Regions from separate parts of the Xenopus laevis genome. Here region 2 is linked to region 1. Evidence: chromatin contacts called from public Hi-C data. All regions are on one chromosome and are shown on one strand. Each heading gives the region's core, a stretch centred on a gene start, on an enhancer-like site or on the middle of the called end of the contact. The rest is flanking DNA. Distances are from core to core; before and after follow the strand shown. Region 1 has its middle 6.2 kb from the start of ppp4r3a.L. Region 2 overlaps fbln5.L (fibulin-5).

Evidence for each region. Hi-C and Micro-C count contacts between places; a contact is called where the count stands out from the background.
Region 2: a contact with region 1 is called in a Hi-C map of the XTC cell line, with 5 times the contacts expected there. The contact joins two enhancer-like sites. A contact is called at or near these places in 2 of 4 Hi-C or Micro-C datasets (the XL177 cell line and the XTC cell line).

What each region holds. Positions count from the first base shown.
Region 1 is chr8L:78,079,815-78,086,464 of Xenopus_laevis_v10.1, reverse strand. No RefSeq gene overlaps it. Among protein-coding and RNA genes, the nearest start is that of ppp4r3a.L, 6.2 kb to the right of the region's middle. Within about 2 kb of position 3,909, at least 2 of the 7 cell types and tissues checked have an H3K27ac peak or open chromatin away from gene starts, as enhancers often do.
Region 2 is chr8L:78,151,301-78,157,941 of Xenopus_laevis_v10.1, reverse strand. It overlaps fbln5.L (fibulin-5), which reads left to right. Exons shown (of 11, transcript XM_041573015.1): 10 at 1,294-1,489. Among protein-coding and RNA genes, the nearest start is that of tc2n.L, 28 kb to the right of the region's middle. Within about 2 kb of position 4,306, at least 1 of the 7 cell types and tissues checked has an H3K27ac peak or open chromatin away from gene starts, as enhancers often do.

The DNA of each region.
Region 1 (6,650 bases), core at 2,660-5,159:
GCTTCGCTCACAGCGCAAACACTTCGGCAGGTGTAGATTCGCCAGGACAATGGTAATTCACTAAAATCCGAAGTGGCTTCCAGGGTCCGAATGCTGGCGAAGTTGCACTAGCATTACTGCGCCAAGTGAAGCGAAGTTGTGCTAACGCTGCCTTATTTACATACGGCGGGAAGTTAAAGTTGAATGGACGTATATGTTACAGCAGGGGTCCCCAACCTTTTTTGCTCGTGAGCCACATTTAAATGTAAAAAAGACTTGGAGAGCAACACAAACATGAAAAAGTCCATGGGGATGCCAAATAAGGGCTGTGATTGGCTATGTGGTCACCCCTAGGTGTACTGGCAGCCTAAAAGAGGGTCCGTTTGGTAGTACACCTGGTTTTTATGCAACCAAAACTTGCCTCCAAGCCAGAAATTCAAAAATAAGCAACTGCTTTGAGGCCACTGGGAGCAACATCCAAGGGGTTGGCGAGCAACATGTTGCTCGCGAGCTACTGGTTGGGGACCACTGTGTTACAGCAAATACATTACACTACACAAGCCTGGTAGAGATGTCGCGAACTGTTCGCCGGCGAACTTGTTCGCGCGAACATCGGGTGTTCGCGCTCGCCGGAAGTTCGCGAACGTCGCGCGACGTTCGCCATTTTGGGTTCGCCATTGTTGGCGCTTTTTTTTGCCCTCTCACCCCAGACCAGCAGGTACATGGCAGCCAATCAGGAAGCTCTCCCCTGGACCACTCCCCTTCCTATAAAAACCGAAGCCCTGCAGCGTTTTTTCACTCTGCCTGTGTGTGCTGAAGAGATAGTGTAGGGAGAGAGCTGCTGCCTGTTAGTGATTTCAGGGACAGTTGAAAGTTTGCTGGCTAGTAATCGTTTTGATACTGCTCTGTTATTGGAGGGACAGAAGTCTGCAGGGGTTTGAGGGACATTTTAGCTTAGGTAGCTTTGCTGGCTAGTAATCTACCTTCTACTGCAGTGCTCTGTATGTAGCTGCAGTGGGCAGCTGTCCTGCTTCTGATCTCATCTGCTGACTGCTGCAATAACAGTAGTCCTTGTAAGGACTGCTTTTATTTATTTTTTTGTTGTTTTACTACTACTACTACTACTACTACTATAAGAGCCCAGTGCTATTAGTCTAGCAGTGTTGGGGAGTGGGACTGGTGTGCTAATCTGCTGCTCCTAGTAGTTCAGCAGCACCAACTTTAATTTTTTTTTTTTAATATTCATTTTTTTTTTATTTTACTTTTTTTTATTTTACTACCGCTGTAGTAGTGTATAAGTTGACCTTTTAGGCATTATTTGCCCTGTAGGCATTATTTGCACACTGTTTTCTTCAACCCGCCATCGAGCTGTGTGACCTTGTTCCCATTCTGTCTAAATATCCATAATATTACCGTCTCCAGAAAAAACACCGGAGTCACTTTTTTCAAGCAGCCATAATATATTTTACGTAATCCGTATCCACCGCTGTAGTAGTGTATACGTTGGCCTTGTAGGCATTATTTGCACACTGTTTTCTTCAACCCGCCATCGAGCTGTGTGACCTTGTTCCCATTCTGTCTAAATATCCATAATATTACCGTCTCCAGAAAAAACACCGGAGTCACTTTTTTCAAGCAGCCATAATATATTTTACGTAATCCGTATCCACCGCTGTAGTAGTGTATACGTTGGCCTTGTAGGCATTATTTGCACACTGTTTTCTCTTCAACCCGCCATCGAGCTGTGTGACCTTGTTCACATTCTGTCTAAATATCCATAATATTACCGTCTCCAGAAAAAACACCAAACAATGCCTACAAGGTCAACGTATGGCAGTTGTTTAAAGAGAACAGTAGATTACTAGCCAGCAAAGCTACCTAAGCTAAAATGTCCCTCAAATCCCTGCAGACTTCTGTCCCTCCAATACAGAGCAGTATCAAGCAGATTACTAGCCAGCAAACTTACTATCATCTGTCCCTGAAATCACTAACAGCTCTCCCCCTACACTATCTCTTCCAAGCACACACAGGCAGATTTTTCAGATACATTTTTGCCCTTGATCCCCCTCTGGCATGCCACTGTCCAGGTCGTTGCACCCTTTAAACAACTTTAAAATCATTTTTCTGGCCAGAAATGTCTTTTCTAGATGTTAAAGTTCGCCTTCCCATTGAAGTCTATGGGGTTCGCGAACCGTTCGCGAACCGCTCGCATTTTTGCGCAAGTTCGCGAATATGTTCGCGAACTTTTTTTCCGACGTTCGCTACATCCCTAGAGAGAAGCTGTTGCTTCATGGTTAAAATCTCTATAATTCACAGGTAAGCAAACTTACAAACTCAATATTTTCTCCATATTTCAAATAAGTAGTTCTACATACTCACAGACACAGTGCTACATTTTTTCATACAGACAAAGGCTTTTTTGAGAGCAGTATCCATAAAATAACTAGTGATTACATAGGTAATACAATTTGTAAATAATCTTCAAATGATGCAAAGGAAGTTTTTCTTACTTATGAACCAGGGCACAACCTGATTTCTGTTCCTCTTGCACCATCCTGTGGTGTAAATTGATTTTTGCAGTCCTGCTATTAGAGCTGGCTATTGATTTAAAGGGAAAGTATGACTTTTGATTGTGTCTAAGCATTGGATGTTTTACTCTTATTAAAATGTAGTAACTGTTGGTAAACACAGTCAGCGTTTATGGTTCTCATATCTGCATTTTTCTGCTAGATTGTTTAGGTCTTATTTAGGTGGAATCCAGGATTTTAACCAGAGTAAGACAACTGAATGTACCCACTTTTTAGTCACAGATGATGCCGTAAAAAAATATTTTTAAAATATGAGTATGGAAATGATGTTTCCATTTGGTTCTGTATTAGGACACTTTTTGTGCAGGCCCTTTTCTCCAGCTAGTCAGTATTGCCCCTACCAAAAGGTGGCAAACCTACCAATGAGTGAAATTTAGACTTTACCATTAAGATAAATCTACTCCTTTAAAAACCCATAGAAATATATAAATAGTTAAGGAATTTAATTGTGGGGGACTGTGGAGAGCTCTAGTATTTTCATATACCTCCCAACTGTCCCAATTTTTAATCCCACAGCTTGCTGTCCTGAATCGTCCTTTAATGTCCCAAATTGCCCCACTCCTCTTCTGTTATTACTGTGGGTTTCACTGTGGAAGCAGTAAGATTTATGGGCAACTAAACTCCTTATGTTCCAGTACCCCTAGGTTATAATTATAAGCATACTTACACACACTGATGTGGTTTTACACTTACAGCACTTTTAGCATTAAGTGTTTCTAGGTGGTATAATTGATTTACTTTCAGCACACTGATAATATGCTATTACATTTATGAGGTATATATAAAGATAAGTTAATACTTCTGATGTTTTTTTCAAACAGCAGAAGAATGCTGTAGTGACTGATATGGCTGAGACACAGACAAAAGTGTAATGAACATATGAATTTGCATGCATTACACATATCAAATCATCTTAATCAATGGGCCAACATATTTTGATAAACATTACATTGTGTTCTATGCAATAATATCTTTTATACAATATATGTTACCCATTACACATTAATTAGCAATCAGTGTAAATTATGTCTACATAAAGATTTTCTCAGTGCATTGTATGTGTACTCTTTGTAGCTTGTTTTAACATAAATACCCTCTTTAAATCTAAAGCAAAATTAACTAATTTTGAAGACAGTGAAGTTAAACTTGAGTGTATAATATTTATGGTAGAAACAAAATGTTTTTTTTTTGCATGTACTACACTTGTACCTTTTCATAAAAAGCAGTTAAGGAATACTCAACCAAAATGCTAAACATCAGTTCTACTACACACAAAAGCCTGTTTGTCCTACAGGATCTCCTGGGTTCTCTGTTATACTACCACTAGCTGTGCTCTCCCCCCAGACTCTTATGTAATTATCAGCTTTCAGAGAGGGAAGTCTCTGTCTCGCTCAGGCACTTGAGATCTACTGGTTAAACACTTTTTGTCTTCATAGACCTCCCAGTGTGATACCTTAAGTTAAGGTTTAAGGAATTCTCTACAGATACGCCCCAGAGGGTCACACTTACCAAATAATTATTAGAGGCTAAATTGTGTGTGAGTATAGTACTCCCAAACTGTATTTGAACAACATATCTTAAAGATGTATTAAATAATATTTTCCTAGGCTCTGTACTATAGATAAGTATATTTAGTCAAGATAATTGCCACTGGACTAAATCGGACGATTTTCAGAGGGATTTTACCAGCTTTGTCGGAACATATCTTTTGTACGATTGCTGTCAGGGGCAGAACATCGGCTGATCTGTTCTTCTACTACTTTATTTGATCTGAAAGGTTAGTGGCAGGTCGGGAGATGTGGAAGTCCGATCGTTCGAGAATTCGAACAATCTGATCTTTGCATCTATAGGCTTTCTATTTTTTATACTGGTATATCATAAGCAAACAGGGATTTGGGCAGGGACATAACTACAAAGGAAGCAGACCATGCAACTGCAGGGGGGCCCAGGAGGTACAGGGGCTCCACGAGGTCCTAAATATATTGTATTCATAAACAATTTCAAGTAAACAAGTCAATCTCTAGACATTCTGGGGGCCTGAAAATAATTTACTGTGAGGTAAGTAATATCTAGTTACACCACTGGATTTGGGCACATGTTTACAACAAAGATCAAAGTATTATACATTCCCTTTTACATAAATTAGGAAATATACACTTCAGAAGCCATATGTGTAAAGGTAATTGTAGACAATAAGATTTGTCACCCACAAATCTACGCTACCCATAAATCTCCAAAAAATGCCTTAGGGTTAGTTCACACGAGGAGATTCAGGGAGATTTTGTCGCCTGGCGACTAATCGCTTCGTCTTCTGAGCGACTATCCCCTTGAACTGCCTCAGTGTTTTTTCCCATAAGCTACAATGAAAAGTCGCCTGCGCTAATGCACACGTGCCGATGTGAGGCAACTATTGTATCAATTATAACAGCTGCCTTTAATGAAACTAGGGGATTCTGCTCAGCAGGGCCAAAGATAAGAAATGTATCAACTAAATGTATCAATTTACAGTAGATCAGTTTACAGAGTCTACTACCCCCCCCCCTCCCAGAGCTTCTTTAGAAGTTGAAAAATTAAACTTTACACTTCAGTATTAGAAACAGTCACACAGAAAATAGAAAGTAATTGGAAAAAGTCGTTATTTCTGGTGAACTATCTGAAACCAACTGAATTGAAAACAGCGTTGGAAGATGGACAACCCCATCTGAAAAATGAACATATCTATATCTTATTGAAGAACCATGGGGAATACCAGGGTTCTTCCAGTGGACACCATGGAGCAATCCTCTTCCAGCTTCTTCACTCTTCAAATTTCCCGGGGCAGACACATGCGCAGTAGAACTAAATAGCTGGCTTTTTCGTTAAAGTTTGGCTCTTCGCTGTACTGCACATGCGCAGCCATGAGAAGAAAGAAGAAGCAGGAAGAGGATCGCTCCATGGTGCTTCCTGGAAGAACCCCAGGTGCCCACAAAACCATCTGTGATAAACATGAGTCAATACGAATTAACCATGTGTGAAGCAAATATATTAATTATTCATACTAGCACTAGAAACAATGGTGGGAATAGAAGCAATTGTGGGTATAGAAACATTTTAAAGATAAAGATAACAGCCCTGCAGGTAGTAAGTACAAAAAAAACCATTGCTGCTCATCTATCAACACTGGGCAAATTTGCCCATGGGTAGAACAGTGAATGCAATAATTTGATTGGATGCCATTGGTAACTGCCCATGGGCAATTTAGCCCATTTTTGATAAATGGAACCTGTTATCCTGAATGCTTGAGAGCTGGGGCTTTCCAGATAAGGGGTTTGCTTAAAATCATTGAAACATTATGATATGATTGTTCTGCCTCCAATAATATTAATTATATCTTGGTTGGTATTCAGTACATAGTACAGTTTCATTATTAAATGTGAAATATTTGATTATAATGGAGTCTATGGTAGATGACTTCCTGTATCTCTGAGCATTTTGGTTCCGGCTTTCCAGATAATGAATGCTATATTTGTATATCAATTGAACAATTCTGGTTCCCAAGCTTGTCTGTTTACCAATCTGACACCCTTCACAATTGCCTTTTCTGTGGATTCATTAGGTTGATTCCTTCTTCATCTATATCCTGTTATTTATGTTGCTTCTTCCCTGTTCTCTTACAGTAAGACTTGCAATAACACCTGCTCCAGTCTGAGTCCAATCTTAAGGCATAAGAGGTACCTGCCGAGTACCCTCTTCTGTCTACCCCTAGTTCCAGCCCTGCTAGACTGTTTCTTGCAATCTTTTTTCCTCCATAAGAACCCAGGCCTTTATAGCTATACACGAGTGATTGTATTTGTGCATAGTAATGCAAAGGTCTTTGGACTTTTTGAGTTCTGCTCGCCCCTTACAGTGAAATATTTGGTGAGGCCTGCCTTAGTAATAACTAAGAGATATAGATACGTATATCAAAATATATTTATAGTAGCCCAAGGGATATCTAAGAGAGCTAATATGAATTTCACATTGATGAATCTTTAGGCTGCCCTTCACCCCATCACACTCACTTCCTTAGGCCTCCATAGAGGGCCTAAACTATGCAAAGAACAA
Region 2 (6,641 bases), core at 3,057-5,556, 71 kb before region 1:
ATGGGAAGGCGAACTTTAACATCTAGAAAAGACATTTCTGGCCAGAAAAATGATTTTAAAGTTGTTTAAAGGGTGCAACGACCTGGACAGTGGCATGCCAGAGGGGGATCAAGGGCAAAAATGTATCTGAAAAATCTGCCTGTGTGTGCTTGGAAGAGATAGTGTAGGGGGAGAGCTGTTAGTGATTTCAGGGACACCAGTCCCACTCCCCAACACTGCTAGACTAATAGCACTGGGCTCTTATAGTAGTAGTAGTAGTAGTAGTAGTAGTAGTAGTAGTAGTAGTAAAACAACAAAAAAATAAATAAAAGCAGTCCTTACAAGGACTACTGTTATTGCAGCAGTCAGCAGATGAGATCTGAAGCAGGACAGCTGCCCACTGCAGCTACATACAGAGCACTGCAGTAGAAGGTAGATTACTAGCCAGCAAAGCTACCTAAGCTTAAATGTCCCTCAAACCCCTGCAGACTTCTGTCCCTACAATAACAGAGCAGTATCAAAACGATTACTAGCCAGCAAACTTTCAACTGTCCCTGAAATCACTAACAGGCAGCAGCTCTCTCCCTACACTATCTCTTCAGCACACACAGGCAGAGTGAAAAAACGCTGCAGGGCTTCGGTTTTTATAGGGAAGGGGAGTGGTCCAGGGGAGAGCTTCCTGATTGGCTGCCATGTACCTGCTGGTCTGGGGTGAGAGGGCAAAAAAAAGCGCCAACAATGGCGAACCCAAAATGGCGAACGTCGCGCGACGTTCGCGAACTTCCGGCGAGCGCGAACACCCGATGTTCGCGCGAACAAGTTCGCCGGCGAACAGTTCGCGACATCTCTACTCCCTAACTTGCATGTCTGAATGACTCACAAGTTATGGCTATTGGTAGGGGAATGAATGAAGATGTTTACATTCAATCCCCCCCTCATTAATACAGTGTTGCCTAATGTAGGAAGCACAGCATTCATGGGGGCAGCCACGGATCTTTGAGCTCCAAAATCAACAGAGAAGCCCGCAACATGCTTTTTACTTATTAAAGAATGAAAAAACAGGTTATATATGACAGATGTTAATGGCTGGAACTAAGGCTGCCATCAGAAAACCACTTTTCTGTTGGGGACCTGTACAAGTATAGCATGTGCCATAATTAATAGTCTTAAGTAGTGGTTTGTCAGGGGCCAAGCAATCACTGGGAGTCATACAGCTGAACCACAGGTACCGCCTAAAGACGACCATGGGTGCAAACTAAGAGGCAAGAAGAGAAGGATCTTTTTTTGAACTAATCAGTTTTTGTCTTTTTCTAGTCGGTGCATGTGTCCTGTGGAGAACACAGCCTGCAGAGACCAGCCTTTTACCATTGTCCATAGACACATGGACCTATTGTCCACCCGCAGTGTTCCTACAGACATATTCCAGATGCAGGCCACCACCCGCTTCCCTGGAGCTTATTACATTTTCCAAATTAAGTCAGGGAATGAAGGCAGAGAGTTCTACATGAGGGTAAGTACCACACAGGCAGGTGGCACACTGCACAGCATAACAATTTGCACTGCGGGGATAGAACATTCTACCACGAGTCTCATATTACAGCCAGCTCATTCTGTGTTCAGACACAGTCATCATCTGTATACTTTAGTGACTGCCCACAGTCTTGAAGTAGGAGAATCTTTGAGGTGAGTAATTTGATGGGGAAACTCCAAATAAAGTTACTTCACTCAAGGCAATGGGCAAACTTAAAATCTCAGAAAATGGCACTGAGATCAGTATTATTTTGGCTACATATATGTGGAAGCAAATTGGAACACAGAGTGGGGTCCCTGTGTAAAATTATGACCAGGGCCCTTTTAATTATAAATGCACCTCTGTAAACAATTCTGAATTTTAAGTGAGAATTTTCCAGACAAGGATTTTCCAGTTTTTATTTCAAAAAGCTTATGTAAGTGTTATAAGGCGAAACACAGGAAAGCTTGTATGGTATTTACTCCCGGGGGCTGGAAGAACACAAGCACTGTACATTGAATCTGTTCCAATTAGAATATTAACCTGGGAAACATCTGGAACACAAAGATCTCTCACCCTTGATCTGATTGGGTAGAATAGATGTTTAGAACAATTGTATTCTGTCAAATAGGTTTCCATGAAAATTTATTGTTGTTGTTTTACTTTAAATGTGCTATTCATGTAGAATAATACAATGGTAAAACTGCTGTATGTTAGTGTGGGAATGCAAGTATATTCAGGTTCATAGTGAACAAAACCAGTCAGCTCCATGTGCCAGCAAGGTGGGTGGAGCCCAAGACAACCTTGTTCTAGCAAACAGAGATAAGCAAAATCTAAATGTAGAATGTTTACAACCAATCTATGGAGCCCTAGTCTAGATACAAGAAAACCTCCAATATCTGTATATGATTTTGGTGGGAATGGAAGGGTATGATTTTATTCTCTGTGTCACTTTATGGAAGAACGGCAACAAATCCCCAGTAGGTAATTCCAGTTCCAACTTCATCGGGGGCTCTGCCCTCTAACATCTTACTAATGAACATGCACATTTAAAAAAACAGCAGCAAGAATATTTTTTAAAAATGAGCAAAATGTTTCTCTATCACACAGTGTAATAATCACATAATGATCTTTTTTCACTTTTAGCCAGCAGGTGGCATGTGCTTACAATTTTCTTATGTTATGTAATGCACTTTTAGTTTTTGTGATATGAAAAGCATATATGTCATAATGCACCCTTCTGAACTTTTGAGTGTTTTTCCATATTCTTAAGCAAACAAGTGATAAGCAATTGGTTTTCCATCCAGTGCAGGAGCTAATAAATCAGGAAGACTTAATATATGTTACAGTACAACATGTTACAGTACAACATGTTACGTTTAATGGGTTGGTAAATAGGAATCTCTATAACCCTTTCATGCATTTGTGTAATAAGGAAATAGAAACATGCACACACCCAAACATTTACGTAGCATTTACTGTAAGAGTAACCATTTACACATAAAAAGAGCAACGACATTACAGTTGTAAAGAAGCTACAAATGCAGAATATTTATTCAGTTGTCTTAGTTTTTTACTTGCTGCTTTGTTTGCATCCCCATGAACAGTGTTGCCTGTTTCTTTTTTCTCTACACGTATAGGGAAGAAAATGCGGCATTATTTGTTAACACCATTGTGAGTGATTATTGTTAGCAATATGAACAATTTGTATAGAAAGACCTAAATGGCTGATTTACTAAAGTCAGACAAATGGTAAAGTGCAAAAATAAGTTGCAAATGCCCATGTTTTGGAGCCCACGATGCACCTTGTAACATATTTTCTACCAACCACTCTCAGGTCAAATCTTTACATCTGGAATATCAATCATAAAGCCTTGTGCCTATGAATGGTGCACTGGTGAAAAATAGATTGTGCCCAGTCATGTAAAAAGTGGCATGTGAGCAGCCTATGGGCATCTTCATGCATTCCCCTTAATTACATGGTATTATTAATGCCAAAGATAGAGTTCTTGTGGTCACAATGAGCATGCCCTGTACTTACTATCTATAAGCCTCCGCCGCTCTGTTCCAGGTGTTGGATGCCCCAACAATGGTAGAACCAGTGCTATATTCAGAGCCCAATTGCACTGACCTTTGGATAGTGAATGGTTTCAAAGGGACCTTTATTCCCCTTTATAAATAGTATGTTTGGCCAAGAAGGAGAAAAGATATTGGGGTGGGGAGAAATACATTGGCAAGATGGCATTGCTGCCTTAGTTTTACCAAAATGACCGTGCACTCCACATTGTACCAATTTAATTGCGCACAGACTGCTCATATTGAAATACATAATGAAACTAGAACATCATTTACAAAACAAGCACCAGGGCCACATTTTGAGATTATGCTACTGGTGAAGAAAGTCACCCTTACTTATTCCCTCTGCCCAAGTTCACCAGAAACCCGTCCTCCTATCTCCTTTAGTACAGTTTTAAAGGGTGATCAGGGCTGCACTGCGGAATGGAGGTGGGGGGTGGGGCAAAATTGAAAGCAGCATGGCACCCCAAAAGTTTTCCCTAGGCTCACACCTGGCAAGTACACAAACATACAAGGGCATAATTTATACAGCAATGCTGGGGAAAACATTGCATTGGGTAACAAAAAAAAATGTTGAATAAAAAAAAATTCTACTTGTTTCATAAATGAGTGCTTGATGCTTTGCTTGTACCTTTATATTAAACTGTTTTAACATTTACTCTAAGCTTTGACTTACGTCAACAGCATGTTTATCTTCTCAGAGTCCTGTACTGCAACACAGCTGTCTGGGCAGTCAGCCATCTAACCTGTGCATTCAACTGACTGCTGCCTGACCCCTCTCTTTGTATTCTTATTAATTGTAATCAGCACTGTGGGTAAAGGAACATGAGACTTAAATACAAGCTGATTTTTAGTAAAACAATTACAGCTATAGATGGAAAGATTTTAGCTTATGCTACTACTGGGGGCCCAAGTGTATGGAAAACTCTGTGGGGTCCAGACTGACATACAGTTCCAGTATTTGTGTGTGAAAATGTTGTTGTAGTACCCAGTAACCAGTACACCACAAACTCACACCACGGATGAAGTGTTTCCCCTATGTACATTTCTTTCTATTAACCTGCTAAAGGGCATTGCATTGATTCTCAGCAGCAGATTATTCTGTCATGACAGATATGGAAGCCTTTACATAAACCTTTGTGAAACTGACAAGGCTGCCTATTCATGTTGAATACATTTCTTTTGTAGTGTCCCTTTAAATATCATGGATGCCGTTTTTTGTAAATGTAACAAACTCCTTTGATTTTCAGGGTATCCTGGGTACTTCAGCTTGGGTCAGTTTCTGGGCTATTTGCTTTGGGCCCTCTGGCTCAGTGACTTTATCTGTCTTTTGATCATGCCATTACATAGGGGCACATTTACTAAGCTCGAGTGAAAGATTAGAATGAAAGAATTAGAATAGAAGTTTTTTTTGGGTACTTCGACCATCGAAAAGGCTACTTCGACCTTTGACTACAAATTCGACTTCAAATCGAACGATTCAAAGTAAAAATCGTTCGACTATTCGACCATTCGACCATTCGATAGTCGAAGTACTGTCTCTTTAAAAGTACTTGACTACCTACTTCGCCACTTAAAACCTACCGAGCACCAATTATAGCCTATGGGGACCTTCCCCATAAGCTTTCCAAGCAATTTCTAATCGAAGGAAAATCGTTCAATCGATGGATAAAAACCTTCGAATCGTTCGATTCGAAGGATTTAATCGTTCGATCGAACGATTTTTCCTTCGATCGTTCGATCAAAGTAAATGCGGTAAATCCTTTGACTTCGATATTCGAAGTCGAAGGATTGTACTTCGATGGTCTAATATCGAGGGTTAATTAACCCTCAATATTCGACCCTTAGTAAATGTGCCCCATAGTGTGTTTGTAACCCTAGAAATTAAATTTACCGAGTGACGGGGGGAGGAGTCGAGCAAGCAGCATGGCGGAGCTCTGAGAGTTTGGAGCTCCAGGTGCTACACCCGACCCGCTTGGATGAAGGGTGAATAAGCAGGAAATAAGCATAACGGGGTATACTTACTAAGTACTTGTTGCCCTCCATATGCGCAGGCTGAACCGCTCACATAGCGATAACCGGAGCAGCCGGCTCTGAGTCACCACCCGCCTCTGCTCAGTGGTATCTGTTGCCGCAAGTGGCCAGCCGGCAGCGTGCACAAGGAGGAGGCAGAGGAAGTGGCGAGCGGTATGGAAGCCGTCAGGGAGCCCATAGTGAACGCAGGAGGAGGCGGTTAGCTGCCGAAAATCCGCGGAAAATCGCGGCTGTAGCAGATGGGCATTTGCTCGACAAGAGCAGCGAGGTGAGGAGCTCCCACTGGATAATAAGGCAGCCGGAGGAACCCTGCGACGGCGTGAAGATAGTGGGACCAGCGGACCCCTTGTTCCCGCCAGCTGGAGGGTAAAAGGGAGTGGAAAGGTGGAAGCAGTCTGGACTGGACACAAACCGGAGGGCCTGAGAGGGCAAGAAGGGAGAAGCGCGTCCAAGGGGGAGTGGCAGGATACTGCCAGACGCTTCGTATGTATGCCAGACACACTGTATGCAACATAACTTGGATTTATGTATGTAATACTGTACCTGCTTAGAATACATTATTGGTCCCGGGAAGAGTGCCTAGAAGCGGAAGCTGTTTAAAAAGTCATAAGATATTTCCCACATACATTGCAGATACTGGACTTTGGCTTAGATCCAACTTATACTAAGTAATAAATGGTTAATATCTGCAGAATTTAAAGAGACTAACCACAAGCAGACACTGTTGTTGCGAGAACTGCTTTTTTCTTTGGAGGGATAAAGATACCCCCTAACTCTCACTTGCTGGAACACTATCGTTATAATTTCTATACTATAATATTGGTGATGGGAGGAACCTCTGAAAAGAGAAGTGGTTGAAAGCAACCAGATAGCCCCCACATCGTTCCTTGTATATTCGGCTGAAACGGGTCTCTGGAACAGATTCGAAATATACTAAGGCATATGCTGTAAATACTCGCTTATCTCAACGAGATTAACCATAACCAGTCAGTGCCGGCTCCTTAAGTGTCTTTCTGAGGGACAAACATGGGGAGACCCCAAA